Regions from separate parts of the Oryctolagus cuniculus genome. Here all the other regions are linked to region 3. The links are chromatin contacts, called in public Micro-C maps. All regions are on one chromosome and are shown on one strand. Each heading gives the region's core, a stretch centred on a gene start, on an enhancer-like site or on the middle of the called end of the contact. The rest is flanking DNA. Distances are from core to core; before and after follow the strand shown.

Evidence for each region. Hi-C and Micro-C count contacts between places; a contact is called where the count stands out from the background.
Region 1: a contact with region 3 is called in a Micro-C map of ear pinna, with 10 times the contacts expected there. The contact joins the promoter of TRIM59 here to the promoter of KPNA4 in region 3. A contact is called at or near these places in 2 of 6 Hi-C or Micro-C datasets (ear pinna and an unstated tissue).
Region 2: a Micro-C map of ear pinna shows a contact between it and region 3, with 8 times the contacts expected there. The contact joins the promoter of PPM1L here to the promoter of KPNA4 in region 3. A contact is called at or near these places in 2 of 6 Hi-C or Micro-C datasets (ear pinna and an unstated tissue).

What each region holds. Positions count from the first base shown.
Region 1 is chr4:120,311,658-120,314,920 of mOryCun1.1, reverse strand. It overlaps TRIM59 (tripartite motif containing 59), which reads right to left and starts at 1,577. Exons shown (of 3, transcript XM_002716339.5): 1 at 1,433-1,577; 2 at 516-591.
Region 2 is chr4:119,972,800-119,976,339 of mOryCun1.1, reverse strand. PPM1L (protein phosphatase, Mg2+/Mn2+ dependent 1L) reads left to right here and starts at 1,936. Exons shown (of 4, transcript XM_002716344.5): 1 at 1,936-3,070. The coding sequence starts at 2,672. It overlaps LOC127493952 (a long non-coding RNA gene), which reads right to left and starts at 1,784. Exons shown (of 2, transcript XR_011388078.1): 1 at 1,321-1,784.
Region 3 is chr4:120,182,286-120,185,589 of mOryCun1.1, reverse strand. It overlaps KPNA4 (karyopherin subunit alpha 4), which reads right to left and starts at 1,341. Exons shown (of 17, transcript XM_002716340.5): 1 at 948-1,341. The coding sequence starts at 1,016.

The DNA.
Region 1 (3,263 bases), core at 328-2,827, 130 kb before region 3:
CAATTTAACCAGGAATTGACATGAGAAGTTTTTAATTCTTCTTATGCTTTTCAAAGTGAGAATATACTTCATAGATAACATTCAGCAACATATTTGCTGAAAGACAATGTCAAAACTAACATCACCTAAAAATCAAAATTTCACCTTGCCTGATTAGTTAAATGAGGGTACTTTCCTTGGAAAAAAGGAGCTACTTTCCTTTAAAAAAGAATGTAGGGCAATATGTAAATGCACAATTCCTGAAAAAGTATCCAAATAAATGCAATTTGCAAGTCTGTACGTACACCACTGCTTGTGTACTGCGATATACAGATCCTTGTAAAATTTCTTAAAGCATATACAAGAGTTAGCAGTCACTATCTTTAAGAGTAATTTATATTTTATGCTCCTTTGCTAATATGGTCAGAATTTCAAGCATCATCATATTTTTTTTTCAAGCGATTTTTAAATTTCACCTTACACTTAAAATTTTACTGAAAACTTCGTTCACACTCAGTTCATCTCCCAGAGCTTACCTACTTTCTGGATATCCTGGTCAGCAACTTAATTGAATATACTTTATCTTCCCCAAGTTGTCCAGATGCTTTTATTCTAAAATTAAAACAATTTTATCTTTAATGTTTTGGACTTCTTTTCTCCAAAAGTACATTAAATATGATGTCATGGCAATGGCTGTTAGTTCTCCGCCTTTGATATATGCCTTCCCTGCGCGTGTGCTTTTAAGAAAACACCTGTTTGTTGGAGCCCGCACTAGAGCCATCACTTGCTCCTTGAAAATCCTTGCAATTCTGTGATGAAACACGACTGTCACAAAGGACCTAGTATTACAACAAGGACTTCGGCAATATTAACCCACAATGGTGATGACCGAGCAAACATCCGGGGTCACTTTAAACTGCTGCGAGTTAACTGGAAGGCAAGAAGCGCCCTCGAGAAAGGCTCTGCCGGCCTGAAACTACTGGAGTAGGTTCTGCCCACCACGCGTCAGGGCTGCTCCTCTCTCGGCTCGATGTGGAGACGGAGGCACCTCTACCGAACACCCCTCAAAGCGGAGGCTTCGCATCTGTGAAGTGGGCGTAATTGCATCGCCGCCTCTTACGTCCCGTGAGAGTCTCGCACAAAATGGCAGTGAGCGCGCTTCCCTCCTGGAAGGCTGCGGACCCGTCTCCAGGCCTCCCTCCTAGGGCGCCTCCGCGGGACCGGAGGCTCGGAGGCGGCGCCCCGCTCCCCCTCACAGACACGCAGGTCCCTGCGGGAGGGAAGGCAAAGGGACCCCCAAACTCCCGCTCCGGGACGAGAGGGAAGGGATGCAGGACCTAAGCCCACCCTCTCCATCACCACCCCCCGCGACTCCCCGCCGCACACACTCGGGACACCCAGCAAACGGCACCGAGAGCCGCCCGCTCGCACCCGGAAAAGGCCCCAGACTCACGCGGAGAGACGGAGCTCCTGCAACGCCGCGCCGAACAGCTCTCCACAGCCTCACAGCGGACGCCCAGTGCAGCTCCGCTCCGCCGCCCGGCCCCGCCCCGCCCCTAGGGCTCCAGGTGCTCCGACGGGGCGGGGCTTCGTGGAGCCGCGCGGCGCAGGCGCAGTCCCCGCGCAACATTCAACTGCGGAGCGTTTACCAATGGGAAAGAGTGCGAAAGCGCCGTTCAAAAATAAACGGCCGGCCGCGCTGGCGGAGGCGGAGGCGAGGGCGTGGGGCGCGCAGCCCGCGGCGGGAGCCGCCCTGGGAGCGGCGCTTCACGGCGTGGGGCGCCTCGAAAGGCGCTGCTGGCGGCTGGGGTCGCGCCCGCGGCCTCCTGCCCGCGGTTCCTGGCACTGTTGACTGCACGGAGCCCGGGAGCGCGGGAGGTGGCGTGCGCGCGGTGCAGCGCGGCGTTTCTCCCGTGACGCACAGGCTCGCTTCTCTTCAGCGCGCCGAGGGCAGCGCGCGCTGCTGGCGATCCCGCCGCGCTGGCGTCTGTTTCTGCCTTCTGGAGCGTTCTGGAAGCGGCGGCGCCCGCGTCGTGGCCCGGCCCAGCGCTCCTCGGCCCCGCGTTTCCTCTTGATGAAGTGGTTACCTAACTTAAGTTCCACACGTTCCCCTGCTTCACCAGGTTTCCTGCCTCATCGTCCTAACCCCCTAGAACCAGAGAACAAAATAGGCGTGGACTTCGAAATGTCCTGACCAAAATTAACTTTTCATTACATTTTCCATGAACTAATAGTAGTCCTGTGACTTGTAAGAAATTATATAGCTGTATTTCGAGACATTCTAGCCTCTCAACACAGTTTCCCTCTCCCGAGTATTTTCAAAAATCATTTTATATAGTGTTGTGCCAAATAAAACCATGGATGCGGTATATACTATGCATACTTTTATAATATGTTCCAGGAGCTTGTTAGCTTTTCATATATCCGTTTCCACTTTATACACCTAATTTGCTACTTAAACACTGGAGTCATGATGCACAGCTTTTCAATTTTCTGTCTGTTATATCTTTCTGCTGGCGCCGCGGATCAACAGGCTATTCCTCCGCCTAGCGGCGCCAGCACACCGGGTTCTAGTCCCGGTCGGGGCGCCGGATTCTGTGCCGGTTGCTCCTCTTCCAGGCCAGCTCTCTGCTGTGGCCAGGGAGTGCAGTGGAGGATGGCCCAGGTGCTTGGGCCCTGCACCCCATGGGAGACCAGGATAAGTACCTGGCTCCCGCCATCGGATCAGTGCAGTGTGCTCTCCGCAGCGCGCCAGCGTGGCAGCCATTGGAGGGTGAACCAATGGCAAAGGAAGACCTTTCTGTCTCTCTCTCACTATCCACTCTGTCAAAAAAAAAAAAAAAAAAAAAAAAAAAAACTTTCCATAGCAATAAACGCACTATATTATAAAATTATTTTAGAAATGTAACTGTCTTTTGGAACTGAATTGCTAACAGCTGAATATTGTTTTGAGCTATAAATTTTTTCACTGTTTTTTCCTCTGTCCTCCCTTATAAGAGGTATGCATGTAGCAAGAAAGCACACATGAGGTTTTTTTTTTTTTTAAGATTTATTTATTCACTCTACAGAGTTAAACAGAGACGAGGTCAGAGAGCGAGACATCTTCCATTCGATGGTTCACTCCCCAATTGGTCGCAACAGCCAGAGTTGTGCCAATCCAAAGCCGGGAGCCGGGAGCTTCTTCCGGGTCTCCCACGCGGATGCAGGGACCCAAGCACTTGGGCCATCCTCCACTGCTTTCCCAGGCCGTAGCAGAGAGCTGGATCAGAAGTGGAGCAGCTGAG
Region 2 (3,540 bases), core at 687-3,186, 210 kb after region 3:
CATTGGAAACTTGAAAGCTTATTTTTATTTGAAAGGGAGCCAGAGAGAGAGATAGAGAGAGAGAGAGAGAGAAAGAGAGAATCTCCTTCTATCTGCTAGTTTACTCTCCAAATGCCCTAAAACACCTGAGGCTGGGCCAATCTGAATCCAGGAGCCAGAAACTCAATCCAGGTGTCCCTAGCAAGTGGCAAAATCCCAAGTGCTTGAGCTATCATCTGCTGCCTCCCACAGCATGCAACAGCAGGAAGCCAAATCTGAACCAGAGGTGGGACTTGAACTCCAATATGTGATGGAGGTGACCCAAGTGCCGGTTACCATCCATGCTACAATGTCTGCCCCTGAAAACTTATATCAATAATAACACTAATGCATCACCTTCTTTTACAGTTCCTAAAGGATTTTGAATTGTTACCTCATTTTGGAATCTTTCATTATTGAACACACAATTTGTTTTAGACTTTTATTTTCTGTATTTATTAGGTGGAAAACACTGAGCAGTGCAAAGCAGAACAAGAGACTGTATCCTACATGTCAAAATCACAATTTGTCAACAGTTCTTTGTATTTTCTTTCTCTTTTCTATGATTTTACTATTGATATTATACTGTATATGCTATTTAAATGTGTAAATTCCCATTTTTTTCTGGTTATGATGGAAATCTATGCCTTTTGTGGCAACTTTGGAAAAGTTATGGAAAATAGAAGTCTAAAACAGGAAATGAAAACCACCCATAATCCACTAGAGCAGTTAAACACTGAACATTTTGGTGTTTTTTCCTTCCAGAACCTTTTATTTTACTTCACAAAACACAACCCGGATCACAGCAAGGCAGAACTGCTTGAGGGGACAGGCCCTGCCTTGGCTGGGATCGCACAGCCTCTGCTCTCCAGGCCCGCCGGCTTCAGAGGCAGATCAGCACTCTGGTACGTGGACAGGGGTGGCCGGAGTTACTGTCGCCCTTTACGGCTCGCTGGTCCCTGTAGTCTAAGCTGACTTGCGCACTGTTCCCTTCTGGGACCGATTCCCACCTTCAAGGAAGATGCCCACCTCCCACATTTCAAGTTAGGTTTGAAGGCTTCTGGAAGCCCGCACTCACTCCCGCTTATTCACAGACCCTCGCCCCTAGGCCATTTCCTGCGACGGTTGAAGCGGGACAGGAGGCCGCCGCTTAGGAGGGTCAAAGGGACCTTCATACCAAAGGGTAGAATCACAGCCCGCCCTCGCCCCGCGGCTCCATTCGGAAGCTGCCTGTCTCCTTGTGGCAGGGTTGCGACTAGGCATGGCTTTAGTAAACTCCTGATCCCAGCGTCGCGGCCAGACCTTCCTTGCCGCTTCAGAGATGATCATACGCGCACGCTTGATGTGACTCGAGTTCTCCCATTCTGTGGTTCTCGGGCAGGAGAAGGCCGTGAGGCCTTCCACTCCGGCAGGCCCCGGTAGCAAAACGCTCAGGCTGCCGCCAACTACTTGAGCTTCTCCGTCTCGCTTTGCGAAGCGGGAGAAATGCGTCCCTTCTCGCTTGCCTTATGCCTGGCGATGCCGGGACCGCACTACGGTGCAGCCTGCCGGAGGGGGGAACGCTCACGTGCGCTTCTCTACTTCCCAGCAAGCGGCTGCGGCTCCGAGGAAACCAAGCCCAAGGCTGGCAGGGTCCGCATTATCTTGACCACGGAGCCGCACTGGCGGCGGGGACGGCCAGCTGCAGGAGCCGGGCGGCGGACGCCTCCGTGGCCTCCCCCCGTGTTCCTCTGGCCCGCCCAGGGCTTCAAGCGCGCGCCAGCAGCGCAGAGCTTCCTTAGCCTCTGACAGCTCGGTGGGAGCATCGCAGGGTCTCGAATCCCTGCTCGAGGGGGCGGGACGGGGCGGGGCGAGCGCACAGGGCGGGGCGAGCGCGAGCCGGGGCGCGAGGAGGGAGCTCGCAGGCAAAACCGAGCCGAGCAGAGCCGAGGCTGGAGGTGCCGGGGAGAGTGAGGCAGAGCCGGGCCGGCCGCCTGCGGCTTAGCGCCGATCGTGCCGCGTTGCCGGGCGCCGTGTACCCCGCCTTTGCCCAGGCTCCAGCAAAACTTTTATTCTCTGGGGCCCCCAGGGTGTGTGTGTGAAGGAATCGGAGCCCTCGGGTGTCTCGGGGCGCCCCTGCAGCGGCGACCGAGGGGACGTGCCAGCCCTCGCCAGCCCGGCTCTCGCGCCCGGCGCCTCTTCACCTGCCGATCGCTCTCGGGAGCCGCGAGGGGGCACCCCCGGAGGGGCAGCGCGGGCGCCGGCGTCCCCCAACTCTCCTGCTCGCGGCGGCAGACCCGCCCGGCGCAACTTTCACTCGATTCCTCTCACTCCACCGAGACACCCGACGCTGCTGCTGCGGCGGCCGCTGCCGCTGCTGCCGTCGCCGCGGTCTCACAAAGGGGGCGCGGGAGGGGAGGCGGCGCGGGCGGCGGGCACGGGCCTCCGGGCCGCCGAAGCGGGGAGACAAAAGGAAAACTGCCTGTGCTCCCGGTGCCCGTTCGGGGCCGCCTGCCCGTCCGCCTCCTGACCGGCTCCGCGCGCCTCCTCCCTCCCGCCACCCTCGGCCGCCGCTCCGCCTCCCTCGTCGCGGGCCGGCCCCGCAGTGCTCTGGGACCCGGCGAGCCTTCGGGGCGCGCGTCGCTGCTGGTGGTTGGGGCTCTAGGGATAATAAATGATAGAGGATACAATGACTTTGCTGTCTCTGCTGGGTCGCATCATGCGCTACTTCTTGCTGAGACCGGAGACGCTCTTCCTGCTGTGCATCAGCTTGGCGCTGTGGAGTTACTTCTTCCACACGGACGAGGTGAAGACCATTGTCAAGTCCAGCCGGGACGCCGTGAAGATGGTGAAGGGCAAGGTGGCGGAGATCATGCAGAACGACCGACTCGGGGGGCTCGACGTGCTGGAGGCCGAGTTTTCCAAGACCTGGGAGTTCAAGAGCCACAATGTGGCGGTGTACTCCATTCAGGGCCGCAGAGACCACATGGAGGACCGCTTCGAAGTTCTGACGGATCTGGCCAACAAGACGCACCCGTCCATCTTCGGGATCTTCGATGGGCACGGCGGTGAGGTAGGAGCTCCCTGGGGGCTTTGTTTTGGGGTGTGTATGTGTGTGTGTGTGTGCGCCCGCTTGTGGGTGTAAACAGCAGGACGTCGTGTGCGCCTCGGGGAAGGACCCTGGTGTGGTGGTGATGACCCAGTGCCAGACTGGACAAATGCTGCTCAATTCGCAGGGTTGGGATGGAGGGTCCAATTTAGCGGAGGCAGATGGAGAGTCGTGCCTCTTGCCTTAAGGTTCCCAAGGCCGGAATCCAGCAAATGACTGTGCTTGTTTTTTGGAGGGGAGAGTTAGTGGTATTTCCAGTGAACTTTGGCTCCTGGCCCGAGTTGCCCCTGTTTTTAGTGTTTGAGGCTGAACTGGACACTGAGAAGACAGACCGTATCTCTGATGTTACAGTAGGGAAAAAGATTCAATCTGCAGAGCAGAGCAGGGCTCAGTGCGAGCGAAGGGAGCTGTGATTCTTGGTGTCGCCTTCCCTC
Region 3 (3,304 bases), core at 92-2,591:
CCTCGGGAGCAGCTGTATCTAAGACAATGAAGCTTTTTTCCCCCTTTTAAATAATAAAATGTGATGGTGCCATTCCATAGCCCACCCCATCCCCCACCACCACCACCAGCAGGTGGAGGGAAAGGATACTGTAGACTAGAGGATGACAGCTTTGTATAACCCTTTGGACTTTCTATGTAAGAATGCAGCTGGTGGTCTCCTCTCAGGAGGGGATAAAGAGATTTGTGGACAAGCTGAAATAAGGGGTATCCTCTGCCTGGAAGAGGGCACATCGTGAGCCACATCTTGAAACAGCTATATCCAGAGTAAAAACACAGGCCGCTGGAAGGCACTGTTAGCATCACCAGGATGGCCTCTCACGCCGGGGGTGTTTTTTTCAACGGAGAAGTTGACTCCTGTAGTTTGGACATCGGGGGGAGGCAGGGGTAAAGCGGGAGTCGGGAAGACCAGAGAAAACGCCTTTAAGTGGAGACGTCTCGGGCCCCGCCGAGGAAGTTCCGAGCCCCACTCGGTCGCCACACGCTCGCCCCCGCCCCCCGCCGCCCTCCTTTCCCGCGGCGCCAGACGTCGGTGCCGGGGCGAGAGCCGGCCTGGCCGCCGCGGCCGGGGAGGGGGCCGGGCCGGGGAGCGCCGGCCGCACGCGCGCGCCGCTTCCACACACGCCGCGCGGCCCAGCCCTCGCACCCGCGCCGGCCCGGCTCTGCGGGGCAGGCCTAGGCCGCGCCGGCCGTGGCCCGGCACCTCGCTCCCCGGCGGAGGCGGAGCAGGCCCGACACAAACTTCCCGGCGCGGTAGCAGAGGCGTCACGGGCGGGCCGGCCCCCAGCGCCATTCCCCCGCGGCCCCGCGGCGGCGGCGGCGGCTCCCGCCCCTGCTCCCCACTCTGAGTCCCGGCGGGCACCGACCGCAGGCCCACGGCTCCCACCCCTCCAGCGCCTCCGAGTTTACCTCCAAGTCGCGGCCTTTGTTCTTGAAATTCTTGAGCCGTTGGTTGTCCAGTTTCTCGTTGTCCGCCATGGCCGGGCCGGTGACTCCTTCCCCCGCCCGGGCCCCGCGGGATCCGCCCCAACCACCGCGCCGCACCGACACTCCCAGGAACCGGGCCGCCGCCTGAGCTGCTCTGCCCGCCCGGCCGCCGCTTCCTTCCTCCTCTCACCTGCCTCGGCCGCGGCCTTCTCCTCCTCTCCCCGCCCGCCCCCCCGCCCTAACCCCAGCGCGACGGCAGCTCCGGCGAAGACAACTGCGGGGCCGGGCGGCGGCAACGGCGGCGGAATGTGCTGCCGGCTGAGAGGGGGAGGCAGCCTCGATCTGAGGGCCCCGGCGCCGCAGCCACGCCCATCGCCGCCAACCGTGCTCGCCGATTGGCCGACCAGGCTCCGGCGCGCTCGACCAATCGGAAGGGTGGATGGGGAGCGGGGGCGGAAAGAGCGAACGGAAAGGGGAAGCGAGGAACGCAGGGAGGAAAGGGCCGGGGGCTGGGAGGGTTCGGAGGGGAGGGGTAAGGAGGGGCGCGGCGGGGGCAGGGCAGGGAGGGACCACGTGCAGCTGGAGAGCAGGGGGAGGAAGCGAAAGAGAAGTAGACTTGCGGGGAGGCGGGGAAGAGGAACCCGGGACCGCCGCGCAGACGAATTGGTTTGCTCCGGTTGTCAGGGCAGCTCCGGACCTCTGGCGTCCAGGGAGGAAGCCGAGTTAAAGTGGCGTTCTGTCCACGTCCCGCGCACCCTGCCTTCCAAGGCATTCCTTGCGCGCTCCGCTCGCCTTACCAGGAACCGAGCCACGACTCTGTTCCATCGCGGCTCGTGCGTCAGCCCTGACTTTAGTTCTCCGGCGAGGGGTTGCGGGCGTCCGAGGGTCGCTCCTTGGGGCCAGGACTGGCTGGGGTTCTCCAGGCAGCTGCGGAAGGCCGAGAGGGGCAGTGGGTGGAAAAGGAGAGGGGCCCATTAGACCAATCTAGTTCGTCCTCTCCGAGCAAGGGCCCGCAACAGGTAGGAAATTGGGTAGAGCAGATCCAGTGACGATACCACTTCCTAGGTGTTTCGTCTTGACAAAGTTAAAGCATCTACTTGGCGGCGAAGTATTAGCTTCTGGAGGGCGTGAACCATGGCACCTGCCGCAGAACTGTAATATTGTAACTCGTTTGAAGGGAGTAAACTCCCGGGATACTTTCTGTACTGGGAACATCGTTATCAGAGGCAGAATAACGCAAGACACAGAAGAACGTATTCAAAAATTTCAAAATAAGAAGACGAAGAATTGGTTTTTAAATGTATTTAAATACCAACTAATAGCCCCTCAAATGTGCAGGGATGAGAAACAGCAACAAACCGGGTGGAAAGCAAGGGATAAAGGCATTGGCTTTGTTTAAATCTGGTAAGATAGGGGAAGAAACTGTGCTACCGACTCCTTTGGGAACTTTGACTCTTGGTCCTTTCTAATATATTAAGTAGAACAGCATGCAGAAATAAATGTTGAGATGCAAATGTTCCTTAAGTAAACACTTTATAAAGTCAAAGGAGGAAAAATTTAAAGGCGGGAGCTAGGGTGCTGAGGGAAATCTGTGGATTTAACGAGTACCAAACGACCGAGTTCCCTTTCAGAGAGGGGGAAATGAGGAGAGCTAGAATACTGTAGGAGCTGCTTGAAGATGTTGTAAGGTGGAGGAGGGGGTAAATTCTTAGAAGCAGAGCAATACCTTTAAAAACCTTAGGAGTCTATACTTTGAGCTGGGCTATGGCTATGGCAAACAAGCTGTGTCCGGAAATCACATTGTATGTAAATTAAATACAGATCTTAAAATACAAATGATGAGGTTCATTATAAATTGTAAGTCCCCAAAGACAAAGTAATTGAAGTAACATTGTATTTGCATGCTGGAGCACTGACACATTTGGAAAGGAGTTTAGTATAAAAACATTCAGTTGAAAAGCTGAAGAGTGTGTGTATGTGTGTGTGCATGTGTGTGTGCATGTGCTTGTGTGCATGTGCGTGTGTGCATGTGCGTGTGTGCATGTGTGTGTGTGTTTAAAGATGTATTTATTTATTTGAGAGGTAGAGTTACACACAGAAAGATGGAGAGACAGACAGAAAGGTCTTCCATCTGCTGATTCACTCCCCAAATGGCACAATGGCCAGAGCTGCGCCAATCCTAAGCCAGGAGCCAGGAGCTGCTTCTGGGTCTCCCACGCAGGTGCAGGGGCTCAAGCACTTGGGCCATCTTTTACTGCCTTTGCAGGCCATCAGTGGGGAATTTGGATCCAAAGTGGAGCAGTAGGGACTCAATCTGGCTCTGCAGGCAGAGGCTTCAC